Linked DNA regions of Rattus norvegicus: region 2 is linked to region 1. A link is a contact called in public Hi-C data. All regions are on one chromosome and are shown on one strand. Each heading gives the region's core, a stretch centred on a gene start, on an enhancer-like site or on the middle of the called end of the contact. The rest is flanking DNA. Distances are from core to core; before and after follow the strand shown. Region 1 has its middle 15 kb from the start of Slc8a1. Region 2 has its middle 190 kb from the start of Thumpd2.

What was found. Hi-C and Micro-C count contacts between places; a contact is called where the count stands out from the background.
Region 2: a Hi-C map of Schwann cells shows a contact between it and region 1, with 5 times the contacts expected there. The contact joins two enhancer-like sites. A contact is called at or near these places in 6 of 12 Hi-C or Micro-C datasets (the A7r5 cell line, the Rat2 cell line, Schwann cells and 3 more).

The regions. Positions count from the first base shown.
Region 1 is chr6:19,006,776-19,011,071 of GRCr8, forward strand. It overlaps a transcript of Slc8a1 not described here. Among named protein-coding and RNA genes, the nearest start is that of Slc8a1, 15 kb to the right of the region's middle. Within about 2 kb of position 2,691, at least 5 of the 93 cell types and tissues checked have an H3K27ac peak or open chromatin away from gene starts, as enhancers often do.
Region 2 is chr6:19,488,469-19,492,764 of GRCr8, forward strand. No RefSeq gene overlaps it. Among named protein-coding and RNA genes, the nearest start is that of Thumpd2, 190 kb to the right of the region's middle. Within about 2 kb of position 1,708, at least 14 of the 93 cell types and tissues checked have an H3K27ac peak or open chromatin away from gene starts, as enhancers often do.

The sequences.
Region 1 (4,296 bases), core at 1,441-3,940:
GATTTTGCTCTCTGGGTTTGCTAAACTTGCTTAATTTGCAGAGGTTAGCCGGGTGTGAAGGCAGAAGGAAGGACGGAAGGAGCCTGCTGCTCCTCTTTAGGGTTCTGTGGGGGAGCTAGCTGGCAGGAAAGGACCCACTGCTTTCCCGAGATGGGCTTTCCTAAACCATTTTCACTGTACAGATTCTGCCTGCTTTAATAAAGTGTTGCATTTGGATTTCTGGGTACTTTAATTAAGATCTCCCCTATAAAGAGAAGCCTGATCTCCCCCCACCCTTTCAAAATGGCTGTTGTGTCTTATTTTTAAAAAAATGAATTTAGTTTCTAGAAAAAAGAGTGAGAGAAAAAAATGAAAAAAGATGAACCCTGATAAACTATCATTCACTGCGGAGCTGGCCAGAGGTAGCAAAGGATGTTAGGTGTCCTCCGGATGATTTAGCCTTCTCTACTCTTGTCTTGGGTACTGCTTGCCAGGGCTGGGAAGAAAAGTAGTGAACTAAAGGCACAGATAGGCCGTGCTTCAGGCTCCTTTATCTGTCTGCAGACCTCACTGCTTGTGTGATTTTCCCTTGTATCAACTTGGGTTTAGGTTAAGAGGTAGCTGGAAATTCTGTTGACTATGATGGGGAAGGAAAGAGTACAATGCTGTGAGTGCTGTAACTCTAAATAAAAATAAGAAAGGAAGGTGAGGGAGACCCCGAGGACAGTGGTGCAGGAACTACCACAGTTGCTCCTTCAAGCTCAATGTGCTTTGAAACAATAAAATACATTGAGGAGAGTGTCGGCCTTTGCTAGCGAGCTATATTTAACATGTTTTTTTATCGACAAAAATAGACTTTTATTTATCTTGCAAAGTAAACGCATGGTTCCTTCCCTCTTAGTACTTAATCTGTGTCTTGGACCGAATAAATGACGAGAAGAACTCTGCAGTTTCTATAAATTGCATTCCTCCTTTAAAAAGGGGATGGATAGAATTTAAAAAAAAAGACACAGCAGTGTGAAGAAAGTACTCTGTTTGTGACTGTGGCTGTCATAGTTTTCGACTTAAGTGTGTCATTTTCACTGCTGCCATTCAGCGAGGCCAGTCTTTTCTCCTGGATGCTCTAGGTAATGCTATGCAGGCAAGAAGCAAGAACAGGTCTCAGCAAAGACCAAACTGGGGTGGAAACATTTAGAGAAGAAGCTGTTACATCAGGTTACACATTTCGTATCCTTGAGCTGTTGTATATATGTTTCTTTCAATTGTTGCTTTTGTTAAAAATTGAGTGGTCCATGTGCCACTCTCCACCACTTAGGGGCGTGTGTCTTGTGCTTCGCCGTGCTTCACCATCATCCGGTACCACCCACACGTTGTGATCCAATGTCTACTGTAAACTCAGGATGAGGTACTTGCCCCAGTAAGAACATTTATCCAGTAACCTCCTATCCATCCAAATTCTACTGCTCCCTCTTGTGGCAAGTATCTTCCCTGACTTTCTCTAGATTGCAGGGTGCTGTCTGGTTTCCCTCTGCTCCTTTAACTGTCTGCCTCTCCAGCTCTCATTATCAGTAGGACTAAGGCTAACCAGGCCAGTGGGTTACAGCACTCCCCGTTCCCACTCTCCCCTCTGAACAAAATGGTTCTGGCTCCCGGGAGATGTCTCTTAAATGTAGGGGAAGTAGATGTCAGGTGTTTTCCGTCCATTGGGATAGACCAGACTCGGGGAAATGTGAGCGTTCAGCTTTTGCCTTAGGGATTTTGATTTAAACTCAGGACTAGTCCAGTGGGGCCTCATTAAATGCAGTAGGATTATTTTCCATTCTCTCTCTCTCTCTCTCTCTCTCTCTCTCTCTCTCTCTCTCTCTTCCTCTCCCTTTCCCTCTCCCTCCCTCCCTCCTTTTCTCCCCCCGCCCAGCCATTGCTCTCTTCCCCCTTCTCCATTCTTCCTCTCTCTTTCCTGCACCTCTAGCCTCTCATGTGTGCATGTGCATCGTGTTGAAACTTTAAACTAACCATGGAGTAGTTGTGTGCAACTCAGACAGCCCACTTCCTGGGTAAGTGCTTACGGCTATGCGTTCATGGAGGAGCTTAGAACTTAAGCAGAGAGTGGCTTGAATCAATAGAGCTCACTGCTCTCTTCCATGGCAACTCTGTTTGGACTCTGACTGCTTTGCACTCGCATTTGCACCTGTCCTTTGGTCCCTCAGTTCTTGGTCCTTCTAGTCCAGAATGTGGCAAGGTAGAAAAATGTTTAGATAACACACATCCTCACTTCCTACTCAGTTTTCAAAGAAGGAAGGGAATATCCTGACTGACAAGTGAAGCAAGGAAACTATTTCTGTGGCAGAGAGCTAAGGCATCATTTATAATAAGTCATTTGAGTCTGGAAAAACAAAGCATTGATCCATTGACCAACATAGAATGTGAAACCATTAGTATGAGAGTTACTCATTTGAGTGAAGGAATTCTGACCAAATCCTTAACAAAACACAGAGGTATTGCTCAGCAAAGGGGTACTATATGTGAGTCTGCACAAGCCATTAGGTATATGTTGATCTGTGAAGTTGAAATCTCTCATGCGATCAGCTTGCAGAGAGTCCTGAGAACCTGTGATACAGCAAGACAAAGAGGAAGTGGAAGAGTTAAAACCGAGTTTCTGCCCTGTGAATGCCCTCCGGAGACTGTTCTGACAGGGAAGCGTGAGGGCCTGGGAGCAGAGCTTCTAAAGAAGAGGTCACTAACTGGAGAGTAGCAAGAAGCAGACAAACACGGATTCCTGTACTGAGGTTCTTACTCTGAAGCAAACCCCGATTCTTTTCTGGAAAAGTTAGCTTTTGTAAATCTTCTGAGAAATGGGCGAGGTATTTTCTCCAGAGCAGACCGACAAGTCTCAAATTCCTGAAGGTGCTGTACTGTAACATTTTGTGGCATTTTCGCCGATCACCTAGACAACAGCAGCTCGATGCCAAGTCAGATAAACCGGTTCCCTGCACAGTCAAGAAATCTTGGAGAATTAATGTGTATGTCGGAAGCCACTTAAAAGATGGAGCAATCACGGTGCAGATTCCACACCATTGCAAACCAAGTTCAAATAATAACTTCTTTGTTGAGTCTAATGTGAGGTCAAGTCAAAACAGCAAAGCAACCAGTGATTCAGCACCTTATACTAACCCAACCGTGGCATGGACTGAGCATTCAGGTTGTGTGAAAGACCCTGGAAAGGCAAGTCATTGCACATTTGGTGAACACTTGTCATGTCATTATCTAGACAAGCTGGTATGTTTGTGTGTGTGTGTGTGTGTGTGTGTGTGTGTGTGTGCACGTGAGTGTGCCTGTGTATGTGTACGTATGCATGTGTGTGTGCATGTGTATGTGCATGGGTGTGTGTGTGTGCGTGCGTGCGTGCGTGCGTGCGTGTGTGTGTATTCCTATTTGATGTTCAGCAAAGAAGCAAAAGAAGCATTTAAAGGTGAAGACTGGTGCAAGGTGCAGTTGAATGACTTGGCTGTGGGTGAATAAAAGAAGGTACAGAAGCCACTCCGGGATTCAGTTCTTCCTGTCGTGATCTAGAACACTCATAGATGAAATAGCCTGGTTGAGCAAGATAGGATCTGAACTGCAGAGGAAGGAGAAGCTTGGCCCCGTGACCTCCTCCAGGAGAGGAAAGGGGCTTTGGGGTCATTACAAACAGGTAAAGGGATTTAGAAAACCAATAATCCTAGTCATTTTGACCAAGTGAAGCATGCTCTAGGAATGTTATGACAAGGACAACCACAGAAAAATGTTACGAGCATCTCCACAGCCCTTGAGCTGCCCTGCACCCAGTCAGGACCATGTACACGCACTACATAGTTAGCATCAATAGTAGCTTTCGGCATTTCCCAAATGCATTTTGCGCTGGAAGGTGATATTCATTATGGTGTCACAGCATAGCCTTGAAAGACAGAGGCTGCAATGGCCAGAGGCAAGGAGAAACGGTAGACCACTAGTCAACATACTTTTTGTTTTGCTTTTTATTTGGTTTTAGAGATAAATTCTCACTTCGGAGCCCAAGTGGGCTTTGAAGTCTCCTACCTGTGACTCTAGATTTCTGGGATTGTAGGTGTAATGCTACACTAGACGTTCCTTGGTACACTCTTGGTGGTTTTTGTCATCTACTGTTGAAGGCTTTCTCTTCTGCACTCCTCATTAACACACAGGACATAGGGCCTCTCTCTGGTTGTGTTCATTCCTTACCGTAGAGCACCCAAGCCTAGTAACATGTTTAGGTCATTGGGTTGCTTATTCTGCTCCCAAAGTGACACTTGCTTTGTAGAC
Region 2 (4,296 bases), core at 458-2,957, 480 kb after region 1:
GGCTTAAGTTCAAAACCTCAAGTGACAAAAGATGCTGGTGAGGATGTGGAGAAAGAGGAACACTCCTCCACTTTTGGTAGGACTGCAAGCTGGTACAACCACTCTGGAAAATAGTCCAGCTGTTCTTCAGAAAATTAGACATAGTACTACCTGAGGACCCAGCTATACCTCTCCTGTGCATATACCCAAAAGATGCCCCAACATATAACAAAGACACATGCTCCACTATGTTCATAGCAGCCTTATTTATAATAACCAGAAGCTGGAAAGAACCCAGATGCCCTTCAACAGAAGAATAGATACATAAAATGTGGTATATCTACACAATGGAATACTACTCAGCTATCAAAAACAATGACTTCATGAAATTCACAGGCAAATGGATGGAACTAGAAAATATCATCTTGTGTAAGGTAATTCGGTCACAAAAGAACACACATAGTATGTCCTCACTGGTAAGTGGATATTAGGCAAAAAGCTCAAAATACCCAAGAGTACCCTCATAGAAGCAGGGTAAGGGGGATGGAGTAGGTGGTTTGCAGAGGGGAAACCTGGAAATAGGATAACATTTGAAATGTAAATAAGTAAAATATCCAATTAAAAATGGATAAAACATGAAGAGATTTTTTAAAGTATAGAAAGTTGTCAAATATGCACAAAATGATGTTCCATATATATGAAAATGATGTTCTGTGTATATTTATATATATATATAATGTATATATGTATGTATATGTGTGTATATATATGTGAAAATAAAAAAGGGATTCAAATAAACCCACAGTTGATTTCACCTGATAACTCTGAACACATTTATCAGAGTAATTGAAGTAAAAGATAATGGCACCACTGAACACCAAAATCTTACCAAGAAACTGGTTCAGCCGTGCATTGCTCATGGAATAGGAGAACGGGGTGCAGTGTGCTGAGAAGGTAGCTTTGTTTTCTCTGACATCAAAACATGAACAAACATATAACTCAGTCACCACCTGGGAAGCTGCATTCCACAGAAGTGCAAACCCGCAATGCACAGCATCTTGGCATAAATGTTCATTCATAGCAGCCCAACCTGAAAATACCCCAGAAGTCTTTCAAGAAGGGGACAACTAAATCTATCCCGGCAAATGTTACCTAGTAATAAAAAGGAGTGAACAATTGGTAGACGTCACAACCTGGAGATAATATCCAGAAGACTATGGTGAAACTCCCCAACGTCACCACTCTACTTGGCTGCTATCACTTAATTCGCAAACATGGGGAAAACAAAACAAAACAAAACAACTACCAAGCAGAGGAGTAACTGTCAGAAAGCAAGTAAGGACGGCGAAGGCTACCAAGGACCTCAGGAAGGTGGTAGCAATACTCTGCGGGTTGACAGCATCTGGAGCAGCATCCCTGTCAAGGTATGGGACTTCAGTTTCCCATGCTGTTGCTCTTGTAATGAGCTGGGTAGAGGATCCATGGACGTCCTCTTCAGTATTACTTGCAACTTCCTGACAAGCTTTAATTCTGAGAAACACAATCTCCAGTTTAAAAATAAAGTAACATTCTCCACAAGCTATCATGAATAAAACCTTACACGAAAATATTTCTTTCTTGGAATGATCTTCAGTATCGTTTCCTGGATACCGCTCTAGTCTGAAGGTCTGGGCGGGGTATGCTAGAAGCAGCCTAGTGGATGAAGAGTCCAGAAGGGGAACTGCACACGTAAGGTACGTACGTAGCTCATCCTGCTGAGCCTGGACTCGGTCAGTTGAGTGGTTGCAGGCACAACTCAGTCCCAGCGCCACCAACAAAGCCGGAGAGTGATTCAAACCACGCGAGGACTTTATGTTGCTGTATATATTAAAGGCCACAAGGACAGCATCCCCAGGTACCCCACAGCATGGGAACAAAGATGATAACCCGGGTGAACTCTGTGACAGTGCTCCGGAGCATGTCGAGTGAAAAGCTAACCTGTGTGAAGGAAAAGGCGTTTGCGTTGGGAAACGTCAGATCCCAGTAATTTTCAATGGAAAGTGAAGTAGGACTGAAGTGGAAAAGCAAAAATCCTTTTTAATCCCCCAAAAGCCAGAGGGTTTGGGACCTGAAATATCCATCCCACAATTCCAGCCACCAGTCCTAAGGGTTCTTTTCAAAATGCATGTTGCCAGTAACACAGTAGGGTCCCATCCCGAGCGTGTAGTATCTTCCGTAATACAAAACCACTGCGTCAAGTCATTTTATATATCGTAATTCTGCAATAGTCTGCGTTTCAGAGGAAGATGAGGAATCATCCTTTATTCTAATGCCAACGCTGCCCTCTAGTGGCCATAACAAATACCTGGCTTTCCAAGTGCTCTATTCCCAGCATTCTCACCAAAAACAACTTCACAAAACGGCCCTGTTGTTATTGCTGTCCTTGTCGTTGTCGTTGTCGTTGTCGTTGTCGTTGTTGTTGTTGTTGTTGTTGTTGTTATAGCAAATAAAATGTGCAAGAGAAATCTGCCAAAATTCACATTTTTCATATTTTCCACATTTTATCTTTCAATGACTTTCTTGGGCATGAATGAACTGCTTCAATTTACACCTAATGATAGACATAATTTATGCAAGCCTTATTATACACTCTGCTAATCACTTTCCGAGGTCCTATTCCTACTTCTATTATATACCAGGGATTGTGTATATTGCTTTCAATGCTTATGAGATGGGCATTTTCCCATCATGTTTCTAGAGTAAGCAACAAAGCCATCACAAAGCTGAGAGATTGAATCTTATACCCCCCCACAGCATCTGCCTGCTCCCCACACAGATCACCAAGTACCCAAGCCCTCTGTGCAGGCAGAGCCCAACATTTGAAACTCCAGTCTTAGGTGAAAACAAGGTAATCAATTCAAAGGCGCCTGATTGTCATTCTGTGGTCCAGAATCATTTATGGTTCTGTCATTTCATAGAGGAAATCAGGACCAAACATAGCTCAGTGGCCAGAGTTTCCTACCTACCCATGATTCTATCTGCACTGGCAGAATCATCCTGAGACAACAGCAGAAGTAGGCCGTTGGGGAACAGGGGAGACTTGTTTGTCCTTTAGAAATTTTCAATAAAATCTGCATTGGTTGGCTAAGTATCATACCTATCAGAATCCCAGTGAGTCATGCAAGCATTCATTAGGTCAACACCTGCAATCTCTAACCACATCCATTCCAGCTGGACTGGCCCAGATGCTTACCTTGACACCTGTGTCCCTAGGAAACCGATTGTTTTCATTTTCATGCCAAACCCCTGCACTGCTGGCTTCCAAAGCTCAAGTGGGTAAAGCCCTTCTGAAGTTGAGTCTGAGTGCCCTGGGAGGAGTAAGCCGGAAGGAAGCAGAGCGGGAAGAGAGCATCCATGCAGTTCAATAGGACAGAGGCATCCTCAAGCACATGTGAACAATCAAAGGGGTCTGGAAAATTATCTTGTCCCCTACCAAAAAAATAAACCTCTTCACTATATCCAGCCGCAAGCAATTGCTCACCTCCATTAAACACTCGCGTAAAGGCTGACTCAAATGACCCCTCTGCCTACGCCTGTGAAAGGCATGCTGTAAGAGGGAAAGAGTGTCTACAGAGACATTTTTAACCATGTATAAAACATGAAAATGGTCACTCCCAAGCCTCCGATATGAACCAAAGTATCAAATAACTGTGCCTGATGGCTATGTGTCCTAGGCTACCCCCAGAATCCATGACTTATTGATTCTGTTGTTAAATATTGCCAGTTTCTCACAGAAATGTGGATCCTGTGCACCGTCTGTAAGAGCTGAATAAAGATTTGAAGGACTCTACGGGGCCTCACAGCACTTGCCACCTCTACATCCACCTCTACAAGAATGGATGCTTAGAGGCTTCCGAAACCACCAAACATCTGTACTGAGCATGTGCAAGACACCCAAGAGCTCATGGGCTCTATCAATGTTCGAGGCAGTGTGCTAAAATATTCCGTGGCTTACTTTACTTCACTTTTACACACATCCTTGTCATTATTAACATCATTATGAAGGTTTACAGCAGTGGTTCTCAACCTGTGGGTCACGACCCCCTTGGGTTTCATATATCCAATGCCTGCATAGCAGATATTTACATTACAATTTACAACAGTAGCAAAATTATACTGATAAAGTTGTAATGATGTAATTTTATGGTTGGGGGTCACCACACCGTAATGAACTGTATGAAAGGGTCGCAGAGTTAGGAGGGTTAAGAACTCCTGCATTAAGAGGGTTTCAAGGAAGGAGGTGACTGCCCCTGATCACACAGTTCCTAAAACGTCAAA